2 separate regions of the Zea mays genome follow, and region 2 is linked to region 1. Evidence: chromatin contacts called from public Hi-C data. All regions are on one chromosome and are shown on one strand. The core of a region is the stretch at or near the end of the contact, and the rest is flanking DNA. Distances in the headings are between cores, read along the strand shown.

Region 1 (4,953 bases), core at 714-3,213:
GCGCAGCAGGTACGTACGGTACGGTACGGCACGAACAAAGAACCTGTGCGTGCGTTGTTGTTGGCGAGATGTCTGACGTCGCGTGTGTTCGGTTCGGTGACTTCGGTCGCATCGCATCGCATCTGCAGGTCTGGCAGCGCTACGTGTGCCGCGCGGCGGCGGGGTCGGGCCGGGAAGAGGTGTGCTCGACGGCGGGGCGCCTGACGCCGGCGATGTACTCGCAGATGGTCGCCGTGGCCGGCCTCAGCGACGGGCTGAGGCGGCAGTCCCCGGCCCTGGCCGACGTCGCGAGCTGCGTGACCGTGCGGCGCGCGTTCCGGACGGTGGGCCAGCGCGGCTGCCCCCCGCTGCGGCGGGACAGCCGCCGGGTGTACCAGGCGCTGCTCGCGGCGTCGGCGGCCGGGATGCTCGCCGCGGCCGCGTGGCTCGTGCACTCCCGGGAGCGGCGGCGGCGGCGGGACAGCGAGCGGTTCAAGGTGTCGCCGTACAGGCTCCCCATCGAGGACAAGGTGCTGCTCAACAGCCCCAGACGGCCGTACAGGCGAGTGTAGCTGTAGTGTAAACACAAGCTTGGTCATCGACCAGACGCTGACGGATCGGATCGGACCTCTCGAGCACAGTGACGACGACGGTCCAGTGCAGGTCCGGTAGGGGAGAAAATGGATTCCGAGCAGTTTTGGCAGTACAATTCTGTAAAGTATATAAATGTGTCCTTGTACTGTGGTAACTGTACATGAGTGGCTACGCGAATAAGGTACCTTCTTGGATTGGATCAAACCACACCAGTGTGCCTGTTTGATAAGATCTGGTTTGATTGTTTGTCAAAACAAAACCATGCATGGCTACAACTAAACCAACCCTTCTTGGCGTGAAAGTTGGCATGGCTAAACAAACTCAAAAGGCAGAGTTTTTTTACGGCTCGTTCATTTGTCTCGGATTGGTGGGTCAGAACGATTCATAACCGGATTGTTTATCTAATTTATATAAATTTTGATTAGCTGGAACGATTCCGGGTGCAATCCGACACAAACGAATAAGGCCTTATACAGAACGATGCAAACAATGCCAAGAAGATAGAGTCATTTATAGCCGTCGCATTTGTTTGAGGCATGCAGCTCCAGCCAGTCTAGCTATAGATTCCAACTGCGACTCAGTCCAAATTTCGCCCATGCCTAATCTTTTACGTATCGATCTCGTGACTTTCTCTGCTACTACTACTAGTACAATCCTAGGTCGCTCCCGAATTTTCTACCAAAACGAAGCAGTAACACGCACTGTAACAGACATGTAGGGCCCGTGGGCCACCACCCACGTCGTCGCCCGTCCGTCCCTTCCGTGTCCGTCGTCCTTCTCCTTCCCGGCTCGTGCCACCCTCCCTCAGACATCTCAAATGAAGTCTCAAGTGGATAGAGAATTACATATCACACATGCGCCTTCCGCACAATGCAGCAGAGTGTGCCGGCCACAAAGTGCCCGCCCGGCAACTTTTAACAGCCCTCACACGCTAGTAAATTTTTTAGCCCTTATTTAAATGCACTAGAGCTAATAATTATCTCTAACTTTTTAGCCGATTCAAACCGGGCCGCCTTAGTTTATTCATGCTGTAAAGGAGAGCCAGCATCCATTAGCTGCAGCAGCTCCACGCACTTTGCAGGGGCATGCATGTGACCAATCGAGAGGCCGTGCCCGTGCCCGTGCCCACAAGATTTGGTGGTGCATGGTGGCAGGATGGAGATGGTGGACCGCGAACTGCGTCATCAGATCGATCAGCCTGCTGACAGCCTTTGGAGCTTCGTCATCTGTTGGTTACTTGTACCCGTGCACCGAAGCCAAGCTTGCTTGTATGTAATGTACATACCGCGTTGGCGCCACAGCGCTACGTCCACGAATTTAACTCGCTGAATCCGCGTGAGGTGGCAGGCAGCCTTGTCATGTGCCAAGGCAAGGCAAAGCATGTGAGCTTGGCCGTGCAACGCCTCTGCAGCCGCGAGCTTCTAGCCCTGTGCTGTGCTGTGCATGCCTTCCTATAAATCCTAGCGCGCGAGTAGTTGCGGCGAGCCGGGCAGTGAGGGGGCCTGCAGTGAGTGCGGGCGCTGGGTCCTGTACTCCTGTCCTGTCCTGTCCTGTCCTGTGTGCTCACTGGCCGCTCAGCCGCGCGGGAAGTGTAGGTTGGTGGACAGGGAAGCTGAGGGCAGGCTGCCTGCAACGCCAATACGCCATGGACGACGACTGGTGCGCGTGGCTGGCGCGGACGGGGCTGGCGCCGGCGCTGGCGCACGAGTACGGGCGCCTCTTCAGCCGGAACGAGCTGGAGCCCGGGGACGCGGCGCACTTCGACCACGACCTGCTCAAGAGCATGGGCATCGCCGTCGCCAAGCACCGCCTCGAGATCCTCAAGCTGGCCAAGGAGCAGGCCGCCGCGTCGTCGGGCTCGCGGCTCGCGCGCAGGGCCACCAGGTGCCTGTCGCGGTGCGTGCGCCGGCTGGCCGGAGGCGGCGCAAGGCGGGGCGCGCCGTCGTCGGTCGCCGCCGTCGTCCCGAGGATCTGCAGCGGCGACGACGCCGTCCAAGTCGGCGCCGTGCAGCGGAAGAGCACCGGTAGCGCCGCCAAGAAGATGGTGCTCATGATCACCGACGGCGCCGCTGCCGTCGCCGGAGCGGGCGGCCTCAGCGGCGGCGGCGGCGCGAGGCTGTCGTCGGCGAAGGCGAGCCTGATGTTCCACGACGAGGAGTGCGGAACGGAGGAGGAGGAGGAGGGCGGCGCGGGCACCGGCAATGACGACATCAAGTGGGACTCCATGTTTCAGGACCTCAAACCCACGTGAAGATAAAGTTGCTTTGCTTGTCTCCTCTCCGATCTCCGGCAGCTCGGGTTCGGTGCTGCTGCGTCAGTCGTTGTCATAGCTTTGCTTTTGTGGAATTGTGGTGGAGAGGATTTTAGTAAACTCTCAACCGTGGTGTTCGTCGTTTTCAGTTCCCTGAGAAGAGAAGGAAGAATGCGTGTTTCGTAATGTTGAGCAAATAATGTCGAAAATGTGTAATTTCCCCCGTCGGTTTTGCAGTATCTAAGCTTCAGCACGAATCAGAGACCAGCCGGGTTTTCCTAGTGGGGTGATTTGGTTTGGTGGAAAAATGGTGAGGACGGTGAGGATGCTCGTGGGTCGCAGACTGCAGGTTGAGTCTGTTTAGAACCCTGTAACCTGTATGCCTGACCATTGCCATCGCAAGACCATTTTTTACTCTCCAGACCAGATTATACAAATCGTAATTACAACGTTATCTTTCTATATGGTAGTATATAGCGATTATTTTCGTCATCATCACACGAAAAAAGCTCGTAACGTAGCAATAGTGTTGTAGTCGTTTTTATGCCGCAGTTTCAGCAAAAAAAAAACGTCGAAAACCAAGAGATTGCAAACAAACATGCTATCACCTATGGGAACCCATAGCCAGGTATTTGAAAATCTTAGCTTACATGTCATGCTATAGCATATTAGCATACATTGAGACTTTCACCTTTACTGAATACATGACTTTGGTGAGATGCATAAATGGAACCAAGCTGTTTTAAGCTGATTGCGGCAAAACAATGGGTGAAGCAGCTCAAAATTGGGATGCAGCAAACGAAACTAGGATCGACTAGCCAGATAAAAATCCCCTGCACTTAGGAAAACGTGCTTTCCTAGCAGTAAACTGACCGGTGGATAACCTTCGATGCAGTCAACTGTAATCTGGAAAGGATGTAGGCAAGCTATGAGCACAAAGGAGTAGTTTTTTTTTTCTGAAAAGGAAGAAAGCATACGGCGTTGACTGCTTACCATGCCCTTTCCAGCTTGGAACTGGTTCTTCAATCTGGAAAGAGACCTTGACAGAAGATATACTCTCAACGCCTCCACATGATTGCTTTTGCCTGTTTCATCAGAGTACGTGCATGCATTACTCGGACTGTCCACAGGACCACACAGTATCAAAAGTGAAATAGCTAGTGCCTGCATGGGTAGAGTTCACAATTTGTAATCTGAATTCAGCAAGACTTACCTGAGGCATGAGAAAGAAGATCTGGTGCAAGAATAGGGGTGGACCTTGCAATGCATATGACAAATGACATGTCATGTACATTGTGAGACTCCTCGCCAAGTATTACCTGCAAACAACAGTTTGATAAACTCTAAATATTGCCCATATTGCCTCTGTGATCCTACAGGAAAGGCTCAAAATGTAGATCAGACATGTGCAGCCTGTTGATTTGTCCATCAAATAGCTTGTCAAACTTGCAAGCTAGGCCAAGCAAAAGAAAGATTTGTTTCTACTTCGGCATATTATGACAAAAAACTTAAATAAAAAAAAACCCGTTGCCATGGAAATAAAGGACATATCAGAATACGGGTATCCAAACGCAGTATACTATTTTCCTGAATAGAGTTGTGTATCATGCATTAAGGACTAGTTTAGAAACTTAAATCCCCTCCGGGATTCCCGGGGATTGGAGGGAAAATTAGCTTTTAATTTCCCCTCCAATCCCCGTGAATCCCGGAGAGGATTATATTTCCAAACTAACCTTAAGGGCACACCACTTCCTAAAGAAATGGAGTATTATACTAAGGCCCTGTTTGTTTCCCTCTAGGATCAGGGCCGTCCCTGTGGGGGTGCCGAAGGTGCGGCCGCATCGGACCCCCAAAATCAGAGGGCCCCCTAGCCATTAGACGCTAGCATTTTTTCCTGTTAAATTTATCTATTCTAGACACAAATACGCAAAGAGTGATGCACTTCAACCAGTCTCGTTTAAATTATTAAACTAATGTCTCAATTGCTTATCGAATACTCTATCCGTTTCAAAATAATATTTGTTTTAGCTCTTGATTTTTATGTTTATATTCAACTAGATGATGATGAATCCACTAAAGAAACAAAACGAATTTTATTTTAATATAGATAGAGTATTATTTACTATACA
Region 2 (5,522 bases), core at 1,025-3,524, 240 kb after region 1:
ATAATAATGTCTTCGAAGTCGGATAGTTCAAGGTATTTGTGTTAGAACGGTCGCGATGTCTAAGAGAGGATAAATTAGGTTTTCCAAAATTTATTGCGATAATTAAATTCTGATGGCAAGCTTAGCTTTAACCGAGTGCATAGTATGTATAAAAAAAACTTTTACACTCTAATTCTAATCCTATGATATTATGGTAATTTTAAAAATATAAATTTATAAAGTAAATTGTATAAATGTAATCACTGAAAGTAATGTAAGCATTTAGAAGACATCAACTTTTTTCCAAGGCATGGGAGACTCGACACTCTCCACTAATTTTAGTTGGAGCATATGCGTTGATGTGCAAGGATGTCGGTTTCCCTTGGTCCGTGTAGGGATTAAGTGCTTTTTACGAGTTAGTTTTTCTTCACTTTAGTATGGTAAATCGCTCACACCTGTGCACCCGTCCTAAGTCGGGTCACCCACAGGCCACAACCTTTGAAGGTGATCACCACACTCTAATCATCACTAAATTATCTAGGTAATGTTGATCACAAAGAGAAATAAGTACAAATTCTCACTTGACTCTAGCTAGTAAGACCAATGAGATCAATGGGTGCACAATAACCACTCTTGCCTGCACTAGCAAGGTAGCTAATCTCGTGAAATCCGACTTGCAAGTCTCTTCCTACTCAGCAGTGGATCATTCTCTCTCTCCATATAATATATATAACTTTGTTTATCAAATGAGGGGTAAGGTCAAATGAGGGGTAAGGACTGGCGTGTTAGCTGCTTGGTTGGTTATTTATATAGCCATCAATCGATGAACTAGCTATTACAAGCAACTTACGTTGAATCCGTGATCGTCATACTTAGTGCTGTGAATTGAGCGGGGCCGGGCCAGCCCGGCCCAAGCCTATCGTGCTAAACGGGTTCGGACCAAAAAAGTCCAAAAAATTTTAGGTCATGCCGTGACAGCCCGAAGTGCAAAAACAGTGGTCTAGCTCGGCCCTAAATCACGTCGTGCATTCGTTGGGCCGTGTCGGCCCAAGCCCGGCCTGTATATTTGACCACATAATATCAAAATATTACCACATAAAGTTTATAGCTTACTAAATTAAAGATATTAAACAATTCTAGCATTATTTGATCACATAAACTCCAAATATCACAACAACATAAAGTCGATATCTTACTAAATTAAAGAAATTAAACAAATTGAGCTTAATTGGGCTGTGCCGGCCCAAGCCCGGTCCATCTGTGCGGGCCGTGCTGGCCCGATGGGTCGGAATTTGAGGCCCGGCCCAAGCCCGCTTCGGGTCATGCTAGCTCGGCCCATATTATTTCGTGCCGAACCGTGTTTTAAGCTTCTGTTTTTGGATCGTGCTCGTGATGACCCAAAAAGCCCAACACATATTCCCCACTAGTCATACTGACCGACGAACACCATCTCACACGATCTGATGACAAGTGCAACTATTATATTATCGTGTCAGAACTCAGAACTACTAGCCGTTTGAACACCAACTTGGATGATGTATGGTCTGAAACCCATCGGAACCTCTCGGACCACCGCATATAACTCATTAGACAACCTGCGGATCCTTGTGCGTGCACTGCACTGCACTGTCGGTGCCGCACCGATCACCTCGTCAAGGGCTCAAGAGGCTCATAATCACGCCGGTGACTGGGAGGAAATACAGCCATCCGCCAGAACTCACAAGTCAGAACGACCCCGCTGCCTTGCCGGACCGAGCTCCCAACCCAACCAAACCAGTTGGGCTTGGGCGGCGGGGCCAGCGCCGGACCATGACGCCGCCGCCGCGCTTTATTTCTCGGCGTTCCAACGGGTTGCCCGCACGCCACAGCGGGAAGGAAGGAAGAGGCCTGCAGGTGGGCGGCAGGCAGGGCCTCCAGGTTCTCGGCAGCGGCGGTGAGAATTCGCTGGAGAATTCATTGCGGCGGTTGGGAAGGTGGGTGTAGATGGGTGGCCAGCAAGCACCAAGCCAAAGCGGGTCAACTCAAACTCAAACTCAAGGGCTAGCGACGGCCGCCAGCAGCAACAGCTACACACAACTAACTGTATCCTGCCAATGCCAATGCCAATGCCGCACTAGCAATCTACTCAAGTTTCTGTGGCATTAAAATGGTCCAGTCAGAGAATTAAATATGCCAGTGAACTCTGTCGTTGTGTTCCCCCTTTTTATGTTACCTTTTACTTCTGTTTTATGCTCTGTTTATACAGTGAAATTTGAATTAGAAAAATGTGATAGGAGAGCTGCTAGCATGAGTGCAGCAGTGTCGTGGGTTGTGCTCCTGCCCTACCTGTATTTGTCCACGTCTCCTTCGAAGCAATGAGGCCCCCTCCTTTCCCCTCGTGTGTGTTGTCTTGGCATGTGAGCCTTGGCCTGGCCTGGCCGCCTGGCCTGGCCCCCTGGAGCAACACAGTGGTGGTGCTGGACATTTGTTTTCGGGGTTTCGCTTCATGTCGGGGAGATAAATCCAGAGGCCAGTACGTAAAGCAGCTTAAATACCACTTCAGCCTTGCGTTGCGTTCCTTGCCTTGCCTTGCCTGCTTGCGTGCAGTGCAGTGCAGCTCACAGCCTCACACCATATCGCTCTGCGGTGCTAGCTCCAGGCCTTTATCAAGCCTTCCCTGCCCCCCTTGATAATTCCAGAGAGAGAGAAGGCGCGCAGCTAGGGAGGTGCAGAGAGAGGAGCGGCAAGGCGTGGGCTGTGGGCACACATGGCGAGTGAGGAGGTCGCCACCACAGTGTGTGCCGACGCCGACCAAGAAGCAGCGGCGGCGGCGGCGGCGGCCATGAAGGAGGAAGGAGGAAGGGGCAAGAGGCGGCGGAGGAGGCAGCCGAGGAAGGGAGAGGAGGAAGGCGGGAGGAAGAAGTACGCGCTGGTGAGCTACCACGAGCTGCCCGAGTACATGAAGGAGAACGAGTTCATCCTCAACTACTACCGCTCCGAGTGGCCCGTCCTCAACGCCGTGCTCAGCCTCTTCTCCTGGCACAACGAGACCATCAACGTCTGGACGTACGTACGGCCCGGGCCGTCTCGACGTTTCTTCTTCGTTCCTGTGCGTGCATGGTTTCCTGCCTGCTGAAACCAGTAGTGGTCTGGTACTCTGGTCTTGTGGGTGCAGGCACCTGCTCGGGTTCATGCTCTTCTTCGGTCTCACCCTGGTGCACCTCGGCCAGTACTTCCCCCAGGTGGCTGATCTGATTGGGCATCTCTCCTGGTGAGCTGCTGCTGCTCCTCCTCCTCCTCCTACTCCTCTTCAGATTAATTCAGCTACTGTGCGAATTGCTCGGCGTTTCGAGGCTCCCATCCATCCCCCAGCCATGCCATTATCCAGTGGCGATTGAGATGAGAACACCACGCGTAGCGTTAGGCTCTGGTCCAGAGGCACACGGTTCTTGTGCGTTTGTACTGAACCTTCTTAATTTCTGAGCTAGTAACTTCAGCTGTGTTCTAAAAGTCTCACCAATTCACTTTCGGTTCCGTTCCAAAACACTTTGCTTCAGCTAGGATGAGATTTTGTATTCCATAATTGAGAAGTTACCTTGTTACTTGTAAAAACTGATCTTCTCTGCTTTTTTTTGTTGGGCCCCTTTGTTGCTGTGCAGGCCAATCTCGAAGGTCGCTGAAAATGTCTCCAGCAATATTGGAGATGTCCTATCAGTGAGTAAAACTCCCACCCCGTCTCTCTCTTGCTGCTGGTAGTTCTAGCTAGGAGAATATATATACTGGATTGCAGTAAAAAAAAAAAAGAAGTGCCCTGGTTAGATCCGCATGAGCAGGAAAGGAGATCCTGTCCTGCCTGCTACTCTGAATGCATCAGTTTTGTTTTGTACTGGTTTGGTGCTGTTTGTTTGTTCTGATGTGCATGATATGGTAGGCAAGGGTGGGTGGGTGAGCCTCTGCTGTCATGAGTCCTGACTTAGTGTAGACGAACTTAGACTATCTCCAACATACTTTCTACCTCACTACATATCCGATTCCATATTTGAAACATCACTCTTAAAACAATAATTTACCGTGCAAAACAGTAATTTGCACGACCGTTTACATGGTATGCTGGCATGGCCTTTTAGTAACTTTCACTGCTTTGCAACTAAATTAAGTATTCAATCAGTACAAACCTCAATGGAAAGAATATATATGGTTGGATGTAGTATTCAGGGTGTACCTTGACAGTCACTTAGAGCATGCAGCCTATTATATTGCTTTCAGATGTTAATTCCAACATGCTACTACGTACTGCTAGTAGTAGGGTAGTCATCTCTTTTTAGTTGATTTTTTTGATAGCCTTTACATGCCATCAAATCAATAACGATATTAACTTGGGATTCGAATTCGATGCATGCCATGCCATGCGCCATATCCGTACGTCCAGGGCGCGGCCATGTTCATCCAGACGAACCCGAGCCTGGCCTCGCATGGCACGGCGGTGGCGTCGCAGACGACGCGGTGGCCCTTCTTCGTGTTCCTGGCGGGGGCCATGTTCTGCCTGCTGAGCAGCAGCGCGTGCCACCTGCTGTCGTGCCACTCGCACCGGCTGAACCTGCTGCTGATCCGCCTCGACTACACGGGCATCGCGGTCATGATCGTGGTCTCCTTCTTCCCGCCCATCTACTACATCTTCCAGTGCGAGCCGCGCTGGCGGGCGGCGTACCTGTCGGCGATCACGGCGGCCGGGGCGGGCACGGTGTACGCGCTCATGTCGCCCCGCCTGAGCGCGCCGCGCTACCGCGCCCGCCGCGCGCTGCTGTTCGTCGGCATGGGCCTGTCCGGGGTGGTCCCCGCGGCGCACGCGGCCGCCGCCAACTGGCACGAGCCGCGCCGCAACGTCACGCTGGCGTACGAGGGCGCCATGGCCGCGTCCTACCTGGTCGGCACCGCGTTCTACCTCGCCCGGGTGCCCGAGCGCTGGCGCCCCGGCGCCTTCGACCTCGCCGGCCACAGCCACCAGATCTTCCACGCGCTCGTCATCGCCGGCGCGCTCGCGCACTACGGCGCCGCCATCGTGTTCCTCAGGGCTCGCGACGAGATGGGCTGCCCGGCCAGTTAGGTGCTCAGACAGTACGGGCGCGCCGGCCGGATGCTTGCCCGCGACGACATTATATTTGCGGGTGTCCGTCCAGTGATCGATACGATATGATGATTGGGAAAGAAGAAACTAAACCATATTTTTTTTTGTTTACACCTTTTCCTTACAGCAGCAGCAGCAAGTGTGCGAGATTCATCGTTAATGACAGAGAGTTGATTGGCGTCAGTCACAGATTCCTTGTCAATTTGTACATAGACGAAGCTCATCGAGTAATGATTGATTAATACATTCTTTCGATCGGTTTGAAAATGCAAATCCAAAAGTTCTTTTTTAAAAAAAAAAATCAAAACGGAGGTTTCGCGTCGATCTGTCTGTGTTGCCATCGACGATAACGCGAGCGGATGGGCTACTCCGATCCGTGCAGCATCCGGTTGCTTTCAGGTCAGGCGGAGTAGCCTAGACGCGACGTCGAGACCGGTAG

What was found. Hi-C and Micro-C count contacts between places; a contact is called where the count stands out from the background.
Region 2: a Hi-C map of ear shows a contact between it and region 1, with 1.7 times the contacts expected there. The contact joins the promoter of LOC103629707 here to the promoter of LOC100273200 in region 1. A contact is called at or near these places in 6 of 25 Hi-C or Micro-C datasets (ear, endosperm, leaf and 3 more).

The regions. Positions count from the first base shown.
Region 1 is chr6:106,566,412-106,571,364 of Zm-B73-REFERENCE-NAM-5.0, forward strand. LOC100273200 (Sterile alpha motif (SAM) domain-containing protein) reads left to right here and starts at 1,964. Exons shown (of 1, transcript XM_008650816.4): 1 at 1,964-3,081. The coding sequence starts at 2,219. The coding sequence ends at 2,824. LOC103629704 reads left to right here. Exons shown (of 9, transcript XM_023300363.1): 8 at 1-9; 9 at 129-802. The coding sequence ends at 551. LOC100384866 (isoleucine--tRNA ligase, cytoplasmic) reads right to left here. Exons shown (of 27, transcript XM_008649996.4): 25 at 4,038-4,143; 26 at 3,818-3,909; 27 at 3,396-3,730. The coding sequence ends at 3,629.
Region 2 is chr6:106,809,518-106,815,039 of Zm-B73-REFERENCE-NAM-5.0, forward strand. LOC103629707 (heptahelical transmembrane protein 1) reads left to right here and starts at 2,275. Exons shown (of 4, transcript NM_001346971.1): 1 at 2,275-3,024; 2 at 3,134-3,229; 3 at 3,618-3,672; 4 at 4,388-5,350. The coding sequence starts at 2,726. The coding sequence ends at 5,062.